Regions from separate parts of the Zea mays genome. Here region 2 is linked to region 1. A link is a contact called in public Hi-C data. All regions are on one chromosome and are shown on one strand. Each heading gives the region's core, a stretch centred on a gene start, on an enhancer-like site or on the middle of the called end of the contact. The rest is flanking DNA. Distances are from core to core; before and after follow the strand shown.

Region 1 (4,453 bases), core at 1,134-3,633:
CTAAGGGGTTAAGTGAAAAAATTAAGAGACGGGCTCTTCGCGAAGAGCGCGACTCTTCCCGACTTTCTATATATGTTGTCCCTTAACTACATTAACGATCTAGTGGCTCAGGGTTGTATCATGCAGTCTCTTTGTTGTCTCTTGTACCTAGAAAACCAATCCAAGGGCTCTAGGTTGTACATGCCCTAAGTGTTGATATGGTGCAATGAGTTTCAATAAATCACTACCACACTTTAATGTTGATCATGAGAGTTGGTCGATTCCACAGTTTGAACTGTGCTCTGGATAAGAAAATGCTCAAAGCGTTATAATAAAATCCCATACCTAAGAAAGTGAAATTTTGTGGAAGGTAATGAACTAAACTATAATAGTATGATGTACAGATAAACAGTTAGCTGTATAGAAAATCTTGGAATATGAACTGTTGTTGATTTGGTTCCAGCTAAAACAAGCAATCTACTTGACCTGCTAACTGAATCGCCTTTGATATATCCAAATCCAACAACAGTCAAAATACAGAAACAGACTCCTTTGCAAAGAAATATAGCAAGAACCTTTGAGCCAAAGTTAGAGCTGATAATGATTATCTCGTTGTAGACAGAAACAAACTATCAACCTGGTGCGAATATTGCTCTGAATTTCCATTCTAAATACCACGTGGGTCTTGCAGAGAAATGTTAAATGTGCCAGTGCCTAATACTGCTGGGAAAACCACAGCACTTAATAAATTTCTTGCAGTGATATTAATTTTCATAGAAATATTATTCACACAAATGGATGTCATAGGAACTTTAATGATTTCAGCATATATAAGTGTTAGTCGCTCTGTGAGCTGATAATAGATAAAAGATGAAGCTCCACAGCTTGGTAACTTGATGGTAATTGACTCAGCAAGCAAATTGCAAGCCAAAGTTATGCTACTCACAAAATATTACGAAATTGCGCGGAAATGGCTAGCGATATGATGGCCATTAATTGTGAGCAAGTTTACCTTCCTTACAACAATATAAGATAAACAAACAAAGCAGCTAGCAGAACCAATGAAATCAAAGTTCAAACTGCATAACGCCATTAACAAGGCAACCACTTTACATGTCACAAAGCAAGCTATCATACACTACACGTACACAATTTGCCACATTTAGTGAAGGTTCTAGCTAGGCATGCTTCTTGCTGACTACTGAGTAATAATAAAAGAGAGCAGCTATGTTGCAATGTAATATGTTTGCAGCGATTATTGGTAAGACAGCAGCAGAAAGAATAGCCGCACAATATTACTAAGTACCGACATTTTGATGCAATGCCACACCTGAGAATCTGCTCCAGCGTGAGGCGTCCACCATTCTGCCGCATCTCCGCCTGCACAGACCCGACATAATGATCCATCACGAAACAGAGGTGGCCGCCGACCCTCACAGCACCATGGAAGGTGCACACGTTCCGACACCATGTGGAGGCACGCCTCAGCCGCTCCACCTCCTCTTGAACAACCTCGAGCCCATCCCCCGCGGTTTGGGGCACCCTCTTCACTGCCACCTGGTGCTTGCACCGCTTGACCCCGCCGCCGCCACGAGACAGCGTGCCGACCCACACGTCCTGCCCGGCGGGCCCAGGCGGGCCGCTCCCGATGCGACGGGCGAGCTTGAGGTCCGGGTGCGAGGCGAGGTCGAAGGAGCTGCATCCGGGCGACGCGGCGGCGGGCGCGGGCGCGGGGCGGCGAGTGGGCCGTGCGAAGAAGTCATCCTCATCTTCGGAGCCGTCGGAGGATGACCCCGAGTCGGAGTGGAGGAAAGACGGGGATGAGGGGGATGCGGAGAGGAGCGATAGAATGGGGAAGTTCTTCCGCAGCGCAGAGACTGAGTTGCCTACGGCGGTCGGATGGCGACATCGCGGGCACGGCAGCGTGGCTCCGGGGGCTGCCGCTAGCATGCGGGAGAGGCACGCGCGGCAGAATCCATGGCCGCAGTGGAGGAGCAGCGGCGTCCGCTCCTCCTCGTCATATCTGACGTTGCATAACGAGCAGCATGGCACGCGCATCGCGCCGGCGCCGACGGTTTCGGGCGGCGCGGTGCCCTGGGGCGCAGGGCCGGAGAGAAAGCTGTAAATGGGGAGGGTAGATCTGGGCGTTGGGGTGGGGGTTTGGGGAGGGGAGGAGGGAAGACGGGAGAGCAACGTGGGAATTTCAGAAAGTGAGAGGTAGAGGGTTGGTGGTGATGCGGTGGGAGGCTGGGGAAGGAAGGACGACAAGCAACACGCAGCGCTGCGTTGCCCTTCCTGCTCGCTCCGCCGACCTTTCTCCTGGTTCCTGCGCTTGCAAATTGCGACGAGCGCGTGTTTTGGCAGCGCGGGTGACGTGTGACGGTTCTCATGAGCTCATCATCGGCATGGACCATGGAGGTAGCGTTGTCGACTGCCGCTTTGTGACGGAAAAAAAATCTGCTCATTCTATAAAAAAAAATATTCTTTATCTTTTATATTATCCTCTAAAAAATTATATATTATATATCTTGTTCATCTCCAGCAACATACTCTAAATTTCATTCTCTATATCAATAATTCTCTATATCAACAGTATTCATTTTTTAGAAAATTATGCATAGTTCATATTTAACCAAAAAATGACCAGACATTAGTATTATATTTTTCATGTCGTACACGCATACAACAATAGTTGGTGTGTGTGCCAAAATTGAATTACGGACTAATTAAATTAATTGCGTTTGGTAACCTATATTACTAATCTTTTTTTTAAAAAAATGCTACCAGGCTTTATTTTATACATTTTTATTCAGTATTGGACAAAATCGTAGATCTAATAATGAGTTAAAATAGAGTCGCTGAAAAATATTGACCCACTACAAAATATTGTTTTTCAAACCGGCAAGAGCAGTACTTTATTTTAGAATTAAAAAAGAGCAATAAATGAGAAGAGAGCGTCCACGTAGGCTTGCTGCAAAAGTTGACAAGCGCGAGCGGATGGACCTTGACACATAGCAAAAGTGAGGGCGCCCTCCACATTTATAGGGCGACAGAGGCGTTCAGTATTAGACCGTCTCCAACAACATCCTCTAAATTGCATCCTCTAAAAGAATATATATACTTTATCCTTTACAGCATTCTCTTAAAGAGTTCATCATCTAAATCTTTTGTATATCCAGCAACGTTTTCTAAATTCAGTCTTCTATATCTACAGCGATAACAGAATTCATAAACTACATCTTTTGTTCTCCATTTTGCATATATTGTCAAATTTAATTTTCATACATAACATAAAAATCTACTAAACATTTTAAAAAAAATTAACAATTTTGTCATTATATATGTTTAATTAAGAAAACAGTTAACCATGATAATTTTTTGTCATCCGATTCTTGCGTTAGCCTTAAATGGGACGTATGTGTCTTGTGGTTGCCTTTTCGTTTGTTTCTCCTCTACGCATTTTCTCCTGCGCCTGCGCACACCCCGCAGCGCATCGCCTCCTCGCTCCGCGCATGGCCGCCGCCGGCCCTAGATCTCTGCTCGTGGAGACGAAGAACCTAGGGTCGTTCCTGACTTTTGAGGGGCCCAGGACAAGATTATAAACAGAGGCCCCAACACCATAAAATTGTTTTTACTATTATATATATATCAACTAATTATACTTAATGTACCACAGAAAGACTTGAACAGTAAAAAATAGAAGTAAGATTATTACCTCAAATATATTGAAGAGATCAACTTAAAAATGTCTTCTAACATTTCTAGATGCAAAATCATCAATGATGGCTTCAATATTGACACCATCTAATAATTTCTTCTCAATGCATAAAGTTGCTAGCCCGTTTAACCTTTATTGAGACATTGTAGACCTTAAATAATTCTTCAATAACTTAAGCTTTGAGAAGCCCCTTTCAACTGATGCCACAGTTATTGGTATAGTAAATAATATCTGATAAGCAACAAATATATTGGGATAGCAATCCATTCTCCTAACAAACTCAAAAATTTCCATATCAGACATTGATCTATCTGGCAGTGTCATTTGCAGTATTCTTAACTCTGATGTCAGATTATTTTCCTCAAAATCAAATGAATCATCGACAGAGAAAGATTTTGCCAACATGGTACAATAATCCTTGAGTTTAATGTGATCCAATGATTTCAATGATGATGAGTTAAGAAGAGGCACAAATATACCATTGAATACTTGGAGGTCTTCAAATCTATTTTTTAATGAATTGCTTGCCATATCAAGCATAATTAAAAAGTAATTTACTTCAAAATCTTTCTCACCTTGTAGATTTGCCTCATTGTTGCAATCATTTTCATCATAATGCTTTTTCCTTAGAGCACGACGCTTTACTGGAAATGATGCCTCTACACCCATTACAGAAGCAATATCCTTGGCAACCACCATACTAGAAGCAAACCCTTCATTTCTATACTTGTCAAAGTAACTCATTATACCATCTAT
Region 2 (4,552 bases), core at 614-3,113, 330 kb after region 1:
AAATATAGGAGGTAAAAGAGTTTATACTGGCCATATGGCTCTATATCTTACACCTTTGGGATGTCTGTTTCCTCAATGAAGGACGGTACGGATACAATTAGTTAACGAGCTGTTATCAGATCAATCTCTGAAGAGCTACAAGTATGCTCATCATACTTTTGTCGTTTTGCATGTGGTCTTTTGCAAGATTTCCTGGTGCCTTGTTTTAGAGTCCAACCAGCATAATAATTACACGGCTCTGGTGTGTATATCTAAAATGGGTTTCACGGGTTACAACTAAGGTGTTACATAACTGATAGTTAATTAGTACTCCCTCCGTTTCTTTTTATTTGTCGCTGAATAGTTCAATTTTGCACTATCCAGCGACAACTAAAACGAAACGGAGTGAGTACTTTTTTATATATCCAGATAGATATTAGTCCAACAGTTTCTTCGAGATGCAATTAACACTTATAACAACATTTATTTTCTTATATACCCTTATTTTTGTGAAACCAATTTAATGGTCTATGTTATCATTCCAAATTGCCTTATGTTGACACTATGTATATATGATATTCACAATAACAGAGCCATTCATGCTGTTGGGCGCCTTGGATGAACTACCTTTTCTTCAATAAAGATGGATCTCATGCAGATTGATTTTATCCCTTTCTTGCAATGTAACATATATGTTTTATACAAAAAAATTTACTCCCGTCACATCGTACGGGCACTCACCTAGTCTCTACTAACTATTAAGAAGGTAACGTAGACCAAGACGTGCCCCCGCTCACCTTATCACACGGAGCATGTACCTGCTCTCCCACTTACGCTGCATGCAAGCATGCAACTATGCAAGCTACGGGTGCCCTCCTCATCCACTCATGCTGCATGCAAGTCGCCCAAGATAGGCCCTGTGGCTCCCTCCGCTCATGCTGCATGCGTTCTTGTCGAGGCAAATTTTTGCATGTATTTTTAATTAAAATAAAAATTTGAAGAAGCTGAGTGTAGCTTAGTTGGTCGACAGTATGCATGTACGCCCAGACCCGACCCCTCAAGTCCAAGTCATTGTCGAGACAAATTTTTGGATGTGTTCTTAATTAAAAACCCTTCTATGTTAGTCAAGTTTTTTAATAGATATACCCAGATTCTTAGGCATACTTCTCTTTGTGCACAATATATAGAAAATGATGACTAACTATCAACTACCGTCAAATTTACTCAATCATTTCCACAACACTTTTACAACATGTTGCTTATAACTAGCAGATATGAATGCTCATATGTGAAAAGTAAGGATATGAAACTAATACCAAATGTCGTGTTAGCTACTCACAGGAGTACATTATTTATCTCCCAGATTGTTTGAGTTATTTTAACCTACTTATCAATGCATATATCCATGTTATGCTAGCTTTGATGGATGTTCAATTCGGAAGGATGAGCTGAACCGTGTGCATTTGGTTCTTTCTCGTCCTTCTAAATTGGGTTCTTTGTTGTGTTCTCAGTTGCATTTTGACAGTGAATGATTAATCAAGTTTTCCAGTGAAATCTTCGACTGTGAATAGATACCAAAGCATTCAGTCTATACTTAGAGTATAAATTAGTGTAAGGTAATATTTTGCTATACGGATTTTACATATCATAGTGACCGTTGTCGTTATATATTATGTTTTATACAGATTTTTAACTCTCGTGTCAACGCACGAGTATATATCTAATAAATAGATAAGTGAAGAGAAAATAGTAAACTCCTGCCCACACGTCGTCAAACGGTCGAAACTCTACTCGTAGACACGCGAACAGAAAAATCGACCTAGAGAGAGAGCCGGAATCAATAACGTGAACGCAAACCAAAATCATTTCATCCCCGGAACCGGACGCCGAACGGCAGTGCTGCAAAAGTCCGGACAAAGCTCGCGCCGCCCACCGCACCCGATCCGCCTCGCCCAGGCGTGCTGCCGTCCGCTCCCTTCTCCCGCGCCGTCGCCTCCGCCTACGCCCGGGCCGACCCGCTGGACCCAGCGTGCGCCGCTCCACTCGGACGCGCCGCCGCCCTCTCGGGTTGAGGCGGAGGTGCTTGGGGACCCGCCCCCATGGCGAGCGCCGGCAACAGCGGCAGCGGGGACGACGATGCAGGAGGGAAGCTCCTGGCGGATCGCTACCAGAAGGGCGAGGTCCTCGGCGAGGGCACGTATGGAGTCGTCTTCAAGGCCATCGACACCAAGGTCCCCTTACCACACCGATCTCCTAAAGACCTAAACCCTCCCTTCCTGATCTGCGGGCGGCCACCACTCGAGAGTTAGAGCTTGGCTAGTCCGATCAATCCAGCTTCGACCGTAGACAGATGCTTGCGGGGTTTAGCTTTCGGGGTTAGAGGGTTTTGCACGGCGTAGCTCTGTGAATTGGGGTCATTGAGTGGTTGGAGCTTCGCTCTGGATTGACTCTGACTGTGGTAGTTCTACTGCTATCCGCTCTGATGAGAATAAATTTGGTGATTTGGTGTTGCTTTGTTCAGCTGCGCGTTGATTGAACTGTCACTGTAGACACTACAATGTGAATGTTCTGTTCGATACTGGGATTGATTTTTTTGGTTGACTTGTGTATTCCAGGTGTGTAAGGGTGACAACAGATGTGGGGTGTGTTCTTACTGGTCTTAACTTTTATGTTGTGTTATCACCGTTTATTCTTTTCTCACTTCTCAGTGAAGTATATGTGGCCATGATAGGATCGCCACAGTTTAGTTTTCCAGCTGTTCTTAATGCTCACTCATATTTTGTACTCCCTCCATTCCAAATTATGAGAATGTTTGGCTTTTCTATACATAGCTTTTGCTCGCATTTTTTTCTCTAACATGAAGGAGAGCTGCGTATCATTATATTAGTAATAATAAGAAAGTACAGGCCTTACATAGACTAGTAATAATAAGAAAGTACAGGCCCTACATAGACCGAGATACAGAGAACCGCCTTACGGCGGCCAAGATCTAACGTACATAATACATAAATTGATCCATCTATCAAACTAATACTATAAACCACCTTAGGGTGTGGCAGGGGTAGGGGCAGCTGCAAAGAAGCTCAGCCTCTTGGCTCCAGAACATTCCCACATCCGACGCTCCTCTCCAACATGAGATAAAACTGCATTTATACTAGGAGATTGGCTGTCAAAAACACATCTATTTCTATGATTCCACAACACCCATGCTCCCAAAATAATCAGGGAATTGAGACCTTCAGTGATAGGACCAGCAACAGTTTCACTGACATCTTTCCACCAATCCATGAAACTTTGATTGTTTGGTTGTGGTGCCCAACCTTGGAGCGTAAATTTTCTAAGCATGAGGAACCAACATTGTCTAGAGAAGACACAAGCCACAAGTAGATGGTCAATTGACTCCCCTTCCTGGTCAAAGAAAGGACATCTTTTTGGGTGATCAGGCCCACGCTTTTCAAGCTTATTAGCCGTCCAACATTTCTTAAGGGCAGCCAACCACATGAAGAAACGACATTTTGGCGGTGCCCAAGTTTTCCAAATCCTCTTAGAAGGTTCAAAACTTGGTTCCCCACAATGATCTTAGAAACTGTATTTTTCCTCTTCCTGTAACGTGCAAATGAATGAAACAACTTACTGTTTGCATCTCCCTCTTTTAGCCATGAAATCCTTGATCTAAGGCGGGCAATAGTGCGCTTGAGTGAAGCTAAAGCCAGCAAATGCTTTTTCAGTCTGATCAACAGCCACCTCTCGGCTGTAGAAAGGAGACATCCCTCCTGGGCAATCTGAAGCTGGTGAAGCACTTCTCTAGCAAGCTCCAACTGGGAATTAATATGTCCCACCTTCTTGTCATTCCATCTCTGAAAGCCTTACCTGTCGCCTTGAATTTCAAGTCAAGGGTTAGATAGGGGCAATGGCTGGCAGGTATCGAACTCCATGCAATCTGCACAACTTCATGAAAGCCCTCAATCTTTGTCCAAAAGGACTCAAAACGAAAACGCCTTTTAGTAACCTTGTTATTCTTGAGACCCAACGCAAAAGGGCAATGACAAAATCCTCTGATGCTGCAAATTGCAATGGAGCATTAGGAAACATCTCCTCCCAGTCAATCGAACAAAGCACTCTATCTAACTTAACAAGAGTCGGCTGACTCTGTTGATTAGACCAGGTATATTTGCGTCCATGTAGGGGGATCTCTTTGAGAGCAAGATCATCTAACAATTTTCTGAAATGACCCATCGTTGCTCGGTTAATATAACTCGGTCGAGGAGGGAAAGACCGCCCTCCCGGTATTATATTAAGAAGAGACCGAAACATGGTCCCGGCCGAGAAAATCCCCGAACCCTGCCCCCCATCACTAGCAGGCCATCACCGCCCACTCTGCAACGGCCCAGCCGGAGGGTGGCGCGTAGGACGTAACCCGGGAGTTGGCAGGGCACAGCGAGGAGATTTTTTAACCAAGCCAGAAATTCGTCTCCAAGGGGGATCGAACCCAGGACTTGGAGGTGTTACTCGGAAGCCTTAACCATTACGCTATAGGCCCTTTCGCTTGCTCGGTTAATATGAGAGTATTTTT

What was found. A called contact is a pair of places that touch in the nucleus more often than the background predicts.
Region 2: a contact with region 1 is called in a Hi-C map of tassel, with 4 times the contacts expected there. The contact joins the promoter of LOC100272776 here to the promoter of LOC103635738 in region 1. A contact is called at or near these places in 19 of 25 Hi-C or Micro-C datasets (bundle sheath, ear, endosperm and 6 more) and 1 of 3 datasets of contacts at active chromatin or transcription factors (leaf).

The regions. Positions count from the first base shown.
Region 1 is chr8:116,634,912-116,639,364 of Zm-B73-REFERENCE-NAM-5.0, forward strand. LOC103635738 (E3 ubiquitin-protein ligase KEG) reads right to left here and starts at 2,384. Exons shown (of 15, transcript XM_008658118.3): 1 at 1,310-2,384. The coding sequence starts at 2,037.
Region 2 is chr8:116,963,665-116,968,216 of Zm-B73-REFERENCE-NAM-5.0, forward strand. LOC100272776 reads left to right here and starts at 1,864. Exons shown (of 7, transcript NM_001147229.1): 1 at 1,864-2,210. The coding sequence starts at 2,079.